Linked DNA regions of Mus musculus: regions 1 and 2 are each linked to region 3. The links are chromatin contacts, called in public Hi-C and promoter capture Hi-C maps. All regions are on one chromosome and are shown on one strand. Each heading gives the region's core, a stretch centred on a gene start, on an enhancer-like site or on the middle of the called end of the contact. The rest is flanking DNA. Distances are from core to core; before and after follow the strand shown.

Region 1 (4,015 bases), core at 1,250-3,749, 65 kb before region 3:
TCACATCCGGGAGCTACAGGTGGGGGGTGATGGCACACCCAGCTACACAAATTGGAGGTGTCTGATTGTCTACCATGGGGCGTCCCTGCCTTTAATGGCAATGTTTTCAAGCTTTCAACTCTTTGATTTTGAGTGTGTGTGTGTGTATGTTTGTGTGTGTGTGTGTGTAATCAGTCCCTTCCAGGGATGGTGCCTTCCTTTGTCCACAGTAGAGCTGCCCACTTGAGGTCCCCATCAAGTTCCACTCTGTAGATCGGGACCAGGCAAAGGGTGGGGCCGGGGAAAGGGCAGTGTGTTGATTCTACTTTTTCTGTTCCAGCGCATCTGTTTGGGAGTTCTTAACTTCTTCAGATCAGTTGAGCGAACTTTGACAATGAACACTTCAGGCCTTACCTTGGTTTCAGGGACCCTGGTCCCCACTCTGGGAGATAGTTCTTGGATAAACATGTCCAAAGGAGGCATGGGCACCTTGCAAGGCCTAGGAACTCATCACTACATCCACGGGACACCTGCTGAGCACAAGGTGAGCTATTCCACTGAGTTTTTATTTTCGGATTAGTGCGTCTTCCAGACTTTGTTTCCTTAGCACCTTAAGGGGGCGGGGGGTAAGGGCACAGTAAGCAAAAATAAACCTGATACAGAATAATGGATCAGAAGTGGAGGCTGAGGGTTGGGAGCTGCAGATAAGAGAGGCAATGAGGGGTAAATAAAAACGCCTGAAGCGTATCATGTGCATACATACAAATCACAGCGAACCCTGCCCTCTTGTACGATTAATGTATGTTAGTGAAAATGTAGTGAAAGAGGAAATGACTTGGGAATTACAACAAAACTTGGTGGCCAGAGCTGAGGGAGGTGACGGTGATATAATCACAGCCCCAGGGAAACTGAGCAGAGGGGACTTAAGTTTAAGATCCTGTCTCAAAGCTAAGCAAATGAACAAGCAATCCCCGGCAGTGCCCACTTGGTTCTGAAACCACAGCAGGAAGGAAAGAATGGGACCACCAGGTAGCTGGTGTTTCATAGGGAACAGAATTAGAAGGACACTTCTCTCTCTCAGCCCGAGCCTCAAAAGTGTTCTCACAAAATTCTTTTAGGACTCTCTGATGATGTGCCAAGTACCTTGTGGTCCCCCTTTTGTTTTCAAGCCTTTAAAAATGACACCAACTAAGCCAAACGCGGAGATCCACAACTCTAATCCCAGCACTCCAAGGTCCAGGTAGAAATATCTGGAGTTCAAGGTCACCTTTAGCCACATGGCTGGGAGCCATGGCTACATGAGACAGTCTTACCTCTCTGTGTCCCCAAAGACACTAGGTATAGTGTTTTATACACACCTGTAACACAAGTATTCTGGAGCTGAGGCCTAGGGATCATGAGTTTGAGCCCATGCTGGGGTGCATAGTGGGACCATCTCAAAAACGAAGGAGTTAGAGGCCAGCAGGATGGCTTATTGGGTAAAGGTGGGTGACTCCAAGACAGCTGACCTTAGTAGAATCCCTAGGACCAACATGGTAGAAGGAGAAAGCTGACTATTGTAAGTTGACCTCTGACCTCCATGCTTGTGATATGTATATGTGCATTCACACACTCTGTGTCATGAGCACCCATGCACACACATGCAATAAATACATGTCTTAAAAATGAATTAAAAATATTAGGGTAAATGGCATTAGGTTGGCAAATATAAAAAAATAAAACTTATTGGGGCTGGCAAGATGGCTCAGAGGTTCAGGACACTGGCTGCTCTTCCAAAGGTCATGAGTTCAATTCCTAGCAACCACATGGTGGCTCACAACCATGAATAATGAGATATGTGCCCTCTTCTGGCAAGCAGGCATATATGGAAGCAGAACACTGTATAAAAATAAGTAAATAAATAAATAAAACTTTTTTTAAAGCTTCAGACAAGTCATATTCTGAGCTGTGGCCCCTCACATAAGCCTGCCGTATCTATAAAACAGGAAAATTTACAGTTAAATGCTGCTCATGTACAGAGTCTAGACAGCTCTCTGGGCAGTAGAAGCATAATAAGAGCCATGTATATAATGTGAAGTTTCTGAGTAGCTATATTTAAAACATGCAAAGAGATATGAGATTAATTGTTAATACAACCCACGTAATTCCATGTGAAAGATACATTCTTCTCACGTGTAATCACTGCTAAAAATAAATCAGTGGTGAGATAGTGCACACACTTTTGCCCGAACTCTTTTGAATCTGGTGTTACCTATAGAGAGCATGTTGGCTCGAGGCCACCATGGGCAGGGCCACTCTGGACATTGCGTATTCTTCACCCCGTCACTTAGAGTGAGGAGTGAGACTTGCACTTGCTGTGCAGGCCAGCACTCTTGTTCCTCGAGCCTCTGACCCCCTCTAGACCCCCAGATCCACTCTGGTCACCCCACTCCTCCACCCCTTACTCCCTTGAGCTCCTTCACAGGCTGGGTTGCCTTACTCCTTCCTGGACCTCTGGAGGACGCTCAACCCACTCTTCAAACAAACAGCCGTGTAAGGCAAATACCACTTTCTCTTTCCTATATTGCCCCTACCGCAGCTATGATGACAGATACTACGCTAATAGAGTTTTTAAACACTGTCCTTACTTAAAAGGCTCTCTCCTATTTTGTTTGTTGGGGGTTGGGGTGAGAAATAGAACTGACAGGATAGAGGGGAGACAACGGCCATCTCCTCCTTCTGACTGTAGGGTGAGCATCTCGGGGCTTTGCAGTGTCATTTCTGCTGTCTCTTAGATGATAGGCATGGCATCATACAAAAACTTTCCCAGCTGCTATCACTTTAGCGTGAGACATACCAGGCAGTGCCTTCTGTCAGGGCCTTTAATAGGATTAAATATTTACATTAGGATATCTAGCCCTGCAGGGAGGGGGAGGGGTGAAGAAGAAGCTGGATGCCAATCTGTTGTGATAATCCAGTCAAGCCCAGCTAAGCTGCTGGAAGCAAGACAAGCTATTTTACTGGATATGGGTGAAGCTCCTAAGACAGACGCTTCTCCTTCCCCAGCACAGTGCTTTGGCCCTTGTTTTGATCCCACTAGGAAAGTCTTGGGCTACTATTAATGACTAAAAGGCATCATCTGTGGCTTATCCCAGCCACCTTGTCATTTTATGTCTGTTTAACACGGCACGGTAGGAGGAGCTCCTGCTGAGGGACAGCAGGCTTCTCCTTGGGGTTGAACCTTGCATGAGGCTCCTGAGTCATGAAAGCCTGACAGCCTGTGGTGAATTCAGGGGCAACATAATGCTGTAAACTAGAAGTGCCGGGAGGTGAGGCCTCTAGAAAGAGAGAGCCAGACCATGTGGGGCTAGGCTCTCCTCAGATGTGTAACCAGACCCTAAGGCATCCAGCACACCATTTTGCATCCAGCACACCATTTTGCCCCACTATCTGCTTCTCTGTTTCCATCGACTGTGGGCCAAGCCTTCCTTGCTCCCATAAATATGCTGGGCTCTGTTGTAGCCATAGAATAGCAGTACACAAAACTAACACAAATTCCTGATATAATAGAACTTACCTTCAAGCAAGCAACACTAAATAGACATATAATGTGTACCAAATATAGGGGGATGTGGCACCAAAGTTTCCCTAGACTTCCTGGCTCTTGCAGTTGACTGGAGCTGTGATTAACTTTGAGCAGTGAGCAGAAATGCCATGTGTCAGTGCCAGTCCAGAGCACTTAGGAGCTGAGCCACACTCCCCGGCTGCTTTCTCCTGCTTAAGCCAATTGAAGGCAATGAGTGTGTGGCAAGATAGAAACACCCTCATCCTTGGCTGCTGCTGTGGGGCAACAGCCTGGATAGACACTGTCCCTAACGATGGCTCTCCATGAGTTCACTGTCAGGCCGTCCTGCTTTAGAGCATAGCCTTTGTGGTCTACTGCAATGGAAAAAAGCTATGAAAGGGAGACTGAGAGTGCTGGGTGGTGGGGCACTGGCTGAGGGTGCTGGTGGGTCTCTGAGTGAGGAGAACTGTCAGTGAAAAGACCTGAAGGAAT
Region 2 (4,036 bases), core at 1,428-3,927, 91 kb before region 3:
TGCATGCTCTCAGGACCATCCATCACTTCCTGCAGGTAGTAGGACCCTTAGTGTGCCGGTACACATGCCCTGGGGAAGGGGAAGGGGAAGCACGGTGCCCTGACATGAGGAAACATTCCCCAGCCAGCACTCTGTCCATTTGGCTCTCTCAGGAAAACCTCTCCCGTTCTGCTTGGTATTCATTCAGTTCTTGCTCCCTTTGGTGTCTTAGGATTCAGGGACTTCCATTCCGGCACACGGCTTTTCCTTGGCAGAATGTAATGAGGAAATCATGTCAGGATGCTTGTCCTGGGCCATGCAGCAAAGCCTTGGCCTTTGCTAAAAAGTAACAGGGTCCCCTGCTGGTTGGAAGGGGTGGAGGCGCACGGGGGGGGGGGGGGGCGTGAGTAAATTTCTATTACAATGTGATGGGGTTAGAAAGCGGAGCTGGGCTGGACATGGTGGTGTTATCTAATCCCAGTGGCTAAGTCTGGAGGGTCTTGATTCTGAGGCCAAGCTGGTCTCTGTGGTGAGTTAAAGATTAGCTTTATACACAGTGATAACCTGTCTCAGAACATAATGACGAGTAATAAAGTAAATAGTTAAGGTGGCTTTAGTAGCGCAGGTGTAGAATATGCACCATAGCTTGAGCAGGGCCAGGAAGGAGTTCTGTCCCCAGCATTGCCAAAGCAGCCAGGGGGTCAGGGGACAGTATGGAGTGAGAATTATGAGGGTGATGCCCTAAGTCAGGTTAGAGGATCCCCAAAGAAACCCGGTGGTCACCCGGATCCATTCCCTCTGCAGAGCCAGCGAGCGCTGTGGTCTGTACTTCTTTCTCTCCTCTGTCACATGATCGTACAACCATGCACTCCTAAACCTGGGTCTTGGGGCTGGAGAGATGGCTCAGCTGTTAAGAGCGCTGACTGTTCTGAAGGTCCCGAGTTCAAATCCCAGCAACCACATGGTGGCTCACAACCATCTGTAATGAGATCTGACTCCCTCTTCTGGAGTGTCTGAAGACAGCTACAGAGTACTCACATAAATAAATAGCTCTTTAAAAATAAATAAATAAATAAATAAATAAACCTGGGTCTTTCTCCTCACACCCTGAGCACCTGTGCTTTCCCACTCAAGTCCATGACCACTGTGGGGAAGAGGAAGTGTTTCCTGGTTGGTGGCAGCTGGGTCTCCCAGCTCCAGCCTCTCTCATGGGGAAGGTTTCTGAAGTTTCAGCCCTGTCTCCCTCCTTCTCTGTCGCAACCTAGGCTGACCTGTGCCCGCTCGGGTCTGTCTCTCTAGGCACTCCAGTATCTGCCCATCTCCAGGGTGCTGAGCCTAGCTGCTAAGCAAGTCTCTGGATCTAGTGAGGAAGATGGCAAAGCCTGTGTCACTGACCTTCACGCTGCATCCCCTGGTCCTCTGGGTCCCCATGTTTCAGGTAAGAGCCTGGCCTTTACTAGCGTAGAGCAGGGGGCCGTGATTACTGTGACATAGTGTTTCTATTTCTGCAACAAACCATGATGACCACAAAGCAAGCTGGGGAGGACAGGGTTTATGCTTCCACATTGCTCAGTGTTGGAGGCAGGACAGGAACTCGGGAAGGCAGGATCCTAGAAGCAGGAGCTGATGCAGAGGCCGCGGAGGGGCACTGATTACTGGCTTGCTGCCCATGGCTTGCTCAGTCTGCTTTCTTTTTATTTATTTATTTATTTTGGAATACCCAAATCAAGGCATTTTTTAAAAAAGATTTTATTCATTATATGTAAGTATACTGTGGCTGTCTTCAGACACACCAAAGGAGGGCATCAGATCTGATTATGGATGACTATGAGCCATCATGTGGTTGCTGGGATTTGAACTCAGGACCGTCGGAAGAGCAGTCAGTGCCCTTAACTGCTGAGCCATCTCTCCAGCCCCTCAGTCTGCTTTCTTACAGCACCTAGGACCACCTGCTCAGGGATTGCACCATCCACGATGGGCCAGGCCCTCCTCATTAATCACTAATAGCTGGATCTTATGGAGGCACTTTCTCAATTGAGGTTCCCTCATTTCAGATAGCTTTAGCTTGTGTGGAATTGACATAAGACTAACTGGAAAGGCCTGTTTGGACCACTGTCTTCCTATATGCCAAAGTCACATCTTTGTAATAAGTTGTAATTTGATAGTAATATTTTTTGATGAAAGACAGTAGCCATGACTGTAGACATTTTGTCTCCATCTTTACAACTAGTAGGTTAAGAGGCAAGTGGACTGGCTTCCAGGCCTGTTTCTGTCACCCTGGTCCTGCATATCACCTCCTTACGCCTCAGTTTACCCATTGCCATACCAATCCTTCCCGGTGAAATGATTTCTGAGACTTGGTTCAGGTTTTCTGTTACACAGCTGCCAGAGAATTTAGTCGTCAGGATCAATTTCGGTCTCTCTGCTCTTCTTTTGTGTTCCGGAGAACTGAGAAGTCGGGTCAGGTTTCTGCCGAGTGCCCTTGAGTGACATTCCCGTTGTATACAGAATATCCCAGGAGCTCTAGCGGGTTTCTCCTGAGGGCTGTGAGATCATTGAGAGTACTTGCACCTCCCCAGGAAAGCTTATGGGGGCTGGGTGGCAAAAAAGGTGCAGGCTTGCCTGGCACAGGGTCAGGGGAGAACAAAACGGCTCCCCACCAGCAGAGGGCCTGCTTCCAACTCTCTCCAAGGCCATCTGCTGTCTCTGCCGCCTCCCACTCACTGGTCGCGCTCTTGATTTTGGATATTTTTCAGGGTCAGGGAGAACAGATGCTGCGTTTGTCTTGCCTCAGCACGTGACAGACAGGGATGATCTAAAACCTCAGCTGAGGCGCCTCCTCTCACATTTCCACATCCCAGACGATGTGCAAAAGCTGAGCGACTCAGCCAAAGAGATGGGACTCTTTTCCTCGGTACACAATGCATTCTTACTATAAATACAGGAGGTTGGAAGAAAGGCTTAGTATTTGCTACAAAGTTTCTCGTTTGTTTGTTTGAGACCAGATCTCATATAGCATGGGCTGGCTTCAAAGTAGCTGTGTAGTGGAGGGTGACCTTGAACTCCTGATACTCCTGTCCCCCCCCCCCCCTTGAGTTTCTTGATTAGGTGTGTGTAGCCACACATGACACAAAGCTGTTTCTTTTTTCTGCCAATGCTTTTTTCTAGAGTAATAATATACAATGTAATAAGCCATCTTCCTGTTGGGAAGAGCCTCCTTTCTGTAAGAAGAACAAGACCTGATGATAGCTAAGCCTAAGGGATTTTACCTTTTGGGTTTTTCCCCCTGTAGGTTTTAGAGACACAGTAGGAGGATATGGGCTGAAGAAGATATACATGTGCCCAGGGTTAGACAGACATCCTGGGAGAGTTGTCAAGCATCTACAGCCCAGAGTCTGAGATGGGACTGCAGTATGTTTTGTTTGTGTTTTGGTTGCAATATTCTTTTTTTCCTTTCAATTATTTATTTATTATATGTAAGTACACTACTGTAGCTGACTTCAGACACTCCAGAAGAGGGCATCAGATTTCGTTACGGATGGTTGTGAGCCACCATATGGTTGCTGGGATTTGAACTCAGGACCTTTAGAAGAGCAGTTGGCGCTCTTAACCGCTGAGCCATATCACCAGCCCTGGTTGCAATATTCTTGACATACTGGATAAGGTTCTACCCACTGGGACTCACTGTGTCCTGAATGATGCGGCTGGATGCAGGCCTGGCCTCTTCCACTGTAAATCCTGCTGCCTTCCAACAGGAAACCTCATAGTAGCAGAAGCCAGATTAAAATTACTTTCAGAGGGAAAGATGAGGCAGTGGATACAGAACTTCAGAGTTATAACTTAAAACAACAACAACAACAAAACAACAACAACAACAACAACGGTTTCAGCAGTGAGCTATCTTGTTAGCCCTAGTTGTAAATTATTTGCAAGATAAAAATCAGCTGGGTGACCTGATCAGGCTCAAATCTAACCTGGGTGGACTTGAATGACCTCGGGATGGGAAGTTGCTACTTTGTCTCCCCATCCCCACCACCGGTGGCTCCCTGGCCCCGCC
Region 3 (3,478 bases), core at 601-3,100:
CTGTGACCAGGACTTATTTCCAGTCAGGGTCTTTCCTGCAAATGTTCAATGGGATGACTGGAGGCAACAGCCTGGCTACTCACAGCTGTCAGAGAAAACAAACAAATAAACAACATGAAAACCCAAAAGGCTCAATCTTTTCTTGTTGGAGTTTGGGTCTTTTTTTTTTTTTTTTTAATTGTTTTTGGTTTTTGTTTTTCTTCTTTTTTGGGTTTTCAAGACAGGGTTTCTCTGTGTAGCCCTGGCTGTCCTGGAACTCACCCTGTAGACCAGGCTGGCCTTGAACTCAGAAACCTGCCAGCCTCTGCTTCCCAAGTGCTGGGATTAAAGGTGTGCACCACCATACCTGGCTAACTCTGGGTTATTAATGGGGACATAGACATAATAGTATAGAGGGGAGACATCTGTCCAGCTGTAGCGCATAAGGCTTATTATAAATAAGTGTATGTCTTTTATCTGAGAACAGATGACCTAGGCTGAGGTAGAAACTTCGATTTGAGATTAACTGTGTTCTGCAACCTTTTCTCTTGGATAAATAATGATGCAATTATAATGTATAAGTAGGTCAGCCTCTGGGCTTTGAATTGCCCTGGTTACACCATGTGTTATCAAATGTAATCCTAGCAACTAGGGCTATTCCCAGGCAGGCACACTATCCAGCTCTACACAGGTCAAAGTTCAGGAAAGCCAGCACTCACACCACACTCAGGCAACAACTTTATCCAGCTCTACAGAAGTCAAAAATTTGAGAAAGCCAGAGATGGATGGCAGAGAAGAGTCAGAGTAGCATCAGGCCCCAAACCTTCTGCTACTTTTCTATTGCCACAAGCACAAGCCATTCCCCAGCTTAACAGGTTAGGACCATATGCATAAGTGTTTGTTATCACCCCGGACTCTGAGTCAGGAAGCTGGGAACAGTTCGGGAGGGAGTACAGGCTTAGCGTCTCTCTGGATGTTGTCCAGCCCTGAGAGCATCATCTCAGTTTGAGAAGTTTGCTTCCAGCCTCATTCACCAGCGGTCAGGAGCTGTCAGGAGAGCCACATCCAAGATGGCTCCCACAGTCTTCTCTACAGAACTTTCTCACAACATGGAAAATGGCTTTCCCAGGGCGGGCAGCCCAAGAGAGAGAGCCCAAAGCAACAGCCATGGGCTTTGCATGACTGACACCATCGTTTCTGCCATGTCCTATTCACTGGCACTCAGTCACACAAGTCCCCTTCTTCCATACCACATGACAGTGACTCCTGGTCCAATCCTCAAACCTCTTTTAGAGCCCTAAGGCAGGTCTTGAAGGTCCCTAATATAGACAGCATTTAACTAAGTTTACTGTCATTGCTTAAAAACATGGCCCCTGGGTATTGTATTCTAGAACTTCCTTTGTTTTGTTTCTTTCCAGACAGAGTCTCACTGTCTAGCTGAGTGGTCTCAACCTTCCTACTGCCATGCCCTTTAATATAGTCCCTCATGCTGCAGTGACCCCCAACCATAAAATCATTTCCTTTGCTACTTCATAACTGTACTTTTGCTGCTGTTATAAATCATAATAAGGATCAGATACACAGGGTGTGTGACATGTGACCCCTGTGAAAGGATCCTTCGACCCGTAGGTTGAAAATCACAGGTCTAGCTAAAGCTGGTCTCAAACTTGCAATCCTCCTGCATCAGCCTCTCAAGTGCCGGGCTTACAGGTGTGTGCCACCACAATCTCTTGTTCTGGGACTTTGTACCTTGTTTATACTGAAGCCATTTCAGCAAAACCAAGGAAAAGAGTAATAATCACTGCTACCCCTTCTGTGTCGCTGGCATGCTCCAATGAGAAGGAAGTCCTGCATAATAAATGAGTCATCGGAGTGGGCTTTGGAGCACAGATGCAGAAGTCTTGCTCATGTGCAAACGCCTTCATCTGAGGGATGCGTGAGACTATTATCGTTTCTGTTCCTCTCTTTCAGGCATTTGCGTTGTTCCCGTGGAGGGCGTTCCTGGAAGATGGTGGACCATTTCCAGTTATAAGCAGCGTCCCGGACACCCTAGAGTATGATATGCAGGTAGATCTATCTTCCCACTTGTTAGAGAGAAAAACAAACACAGGCCACAGAGCAGGGTATCACAGGTTCATGTTCTAGCCAGTGGTCATTTATAAGATAAATGTGTGTTTAATCGTGACGCTGTAACCTGAGGTGAGTCATATTTTCTTATTATGGAGAAAACCATGCTCTCAGCAGCTGCTGGCCTTGACTGTAAACTCAGCTGCAGTCCCCAGGGCAGTAATGACCGAGAGGAGCAGCCGCTTATCTGGAGTCACCATCTAAGCCTCTTAGAGAAACTGCCCCTGGGACAGTGACCTGGGATGGGAACAGCTTAGGCAGGAGTGAAGAGGAACTCCCTATAATTGTTCTGATGACGATGCATCTTTAAATTCTCTTCATTTATTTTGGGAAAAAATATGTTTTCTCATGATCAAGTAAACATCTATCTGTCTGTCTGTCTATATATCAATATCTATATATGTGTGTATATATTATATACATATATATTAATATATAAAAGTATTAAAACCAACACAAAAACTCAACTCTAACTTGGCTTTAGAATTTGGAGTGGGGCAAGGCTGGCAATACATTCATGGATGTAAATTGTAATCATTTTGTTAACATTTGTGTATATTCAAAATCCTTCATAAGTATGAAGGTTTTTTTGTTTGTTTGTTTGTTTTTGTTTTTTTTTAACAGTAAAAGCAAGGGGGATCTAAAAGAAACTAAGATTATCCCATTTTTCATTCATTGTATCTGTGTAAGGTTGGGAGACTTGCTACTCAAAAACCTACACAGGAAGGACTTTAATCTAGAACTGTTACTCTGATTTTTATGGATATTTTTATCAATTGAGAGGGCAAGGGCTATAAACATAGTTGCACTTAACATTCTTTCTTCAAAACCATGTATAAAGGATATGTAAGACTCTTCAAAATGGGAAGGTATCTTTGTTTTCAGATGTGTCTCTGTGGGCTAAGTGACTGTGACCGCAGAGTGGCCCATGGAGAGCTGGTGGGTGTACAGATGCTAATGGAAGACGTACTTCTGGGCAGCTGCCACGTGATCAGGAAGGCTTCTACCGAATGGCAAGCTGCACTGGACAATGCACAGGTATTCCTTGCACGTGGGCTACAGAGTGGCTGGTGCTGCACTGTACTCAAGAACCTGCTTATTTTCAGAGACAGGCTAGGGGGATGTCTTACCCATCTGTCCCAGTAGCAGGAGCTGGAAGCTGAGAGATAGCAAGATTGAAATAGCTGAGGCTTTCAACTCAGAACCTGCCCCTCTGACATACTTCCTCCAGCAAGGCCAGACCTCCTAAACCTCTTTAGACACATGTTTAAAATGCCCGAGCTATGGGAGACGCTCCTCATTCTAACTGTGATAGGGGCCCCAAGAACTAAAGAAGAGAAAAAGGGGTACCAGTCTCTTGGGCTGGCCCATG

The links. A called contact is a pair of places that touch in the nucleus more often than the background predicts. Capture Hi-C pulls out chosen DNA fragments and counts their contacts.
Region 1: a contact with region 3 is called in a Hi-C map of rod photoreceptor, with 3 times the contacts expected there. The contact joins two enhancer-like sites. A contact is called at or near these places in 7 of 39 promoter capture datasets (the 3T3-L1 cell line, embryonic stem cells, epiblast stem cells and 3 more), 1 of 15 datasets of contacts at CTCF or cohesin (the NIH/3T3 cell line), 13 of 484 Hi-C or Micro-C datasets (3T3-L1-derived adipocytes, CD4 T cells, the N1E-115 cell line and 9 more), 3 of 115 datasets of contacts at active chromatin or transcription factors (the HPC-7 cell line, embryonic stem cells and hepatocytes) and 3 of 9 other capture datasets (adipose tissue, liver and pancreatic islet).
Region 2: a promoter capture Hi-C map of pancreatic islet shows a contact between it and region 3. The contact joins two enhancer-like sites. A contact is called at or near these places in 14 of 39 promoter capture datasets (the 3T3-L1 cell line, 3T3-L1-derived adipocytes, the C10 cell line and 9 more), 2 of 15 datasets of contacts at CTCF or cohesin (the NIH/3T3 cell line and thymocytes), 36 of 484 Hi-C or Micro-C datasets (3T3-L1-derived adipocytes, CD4 T cells, CD8 T cells and 28 more), 10 of 115 datasets of contacts at active chromatin or transcription factors (the HPC-7 cell line, acute myeloid leukemia, bone marrow-derived dendritic cells and 7 more) and 4 of 9 other capture datasets (adipose tissue, embryonic stem cells, liver and 1 more).

What each region holds. Positions count from the first base shown.
Region 1 is chr10:41,651,450-41,655,464 of GRCm38.p6, reverse strand. Ccdc162 (coiled-coil domain containing 162) reads left to right here. Exons shown (of 48, transcript NM_001358562.1): 13 at 1-19; 14 at 320-523. Among named protein-coding and RNA genes, the nearest start is that of Mir3473b, 17 kb to the left of the region's middle. Within about 2 kb of position 2,499, at least 23 of the 459 cell types and tissues checked have an H3K27ac peak or open chromatin away from gene starts, as enhancers often do. A contact at or near this core is called in the N1E-115 cell line, muscle stem cells, pancreatic islet and 1 more, where this site is marked.
Region 2 is chr10:41,677,597-41,681,632 of GRCm38.p6, reverse strand. Ccdc162 (coiled-coil domain containing 162) reads left to right here. Exons shown (of 48, transcript NM_001358562.1): 6 at 1-35; 7 at 1,279-1,417; 8 at 2,736-2,893. Among named protein-coding and RNA genes, the nearest start is that of Mir3473b, 8.9 kb to the right of the region's middle. Within about 2 kb of position 2,677, at least 78 of the 459 cell types and tissues checked have an H3K27ac peak or open chromatin away from gene starts, as enhancers often do. A contact at or near this core is called in the N1E-115 cell line, muscle stem cells, pancreatic islet and 1 more, where this site is marked.
Region 3 is chr10:41,585,918-41,589,395 of GRCm38.p6, reverse strand. Ccdc162 (coiled-coil domain containing 162) reads left to right here. Exons shown (of 48, transcript NM_001358562.1): 32 at 1,951-2,046; 33 at 2,992-3,144. Among named protein-coding and RNA genes, the nearest start is that of 5730435O14Rik, 20 kb to the right of the region's middle. Within about 2 kb of position 1,850, at least 37 of the 459 cell types and tissues checked have an H3K27ac peak or open chromatin away from gene starts, as enhancers often do. A contact at or near this core is called in the N1E-115 cell line, muscle stem cells, pancreatic islet and 2 more, where this site is marked.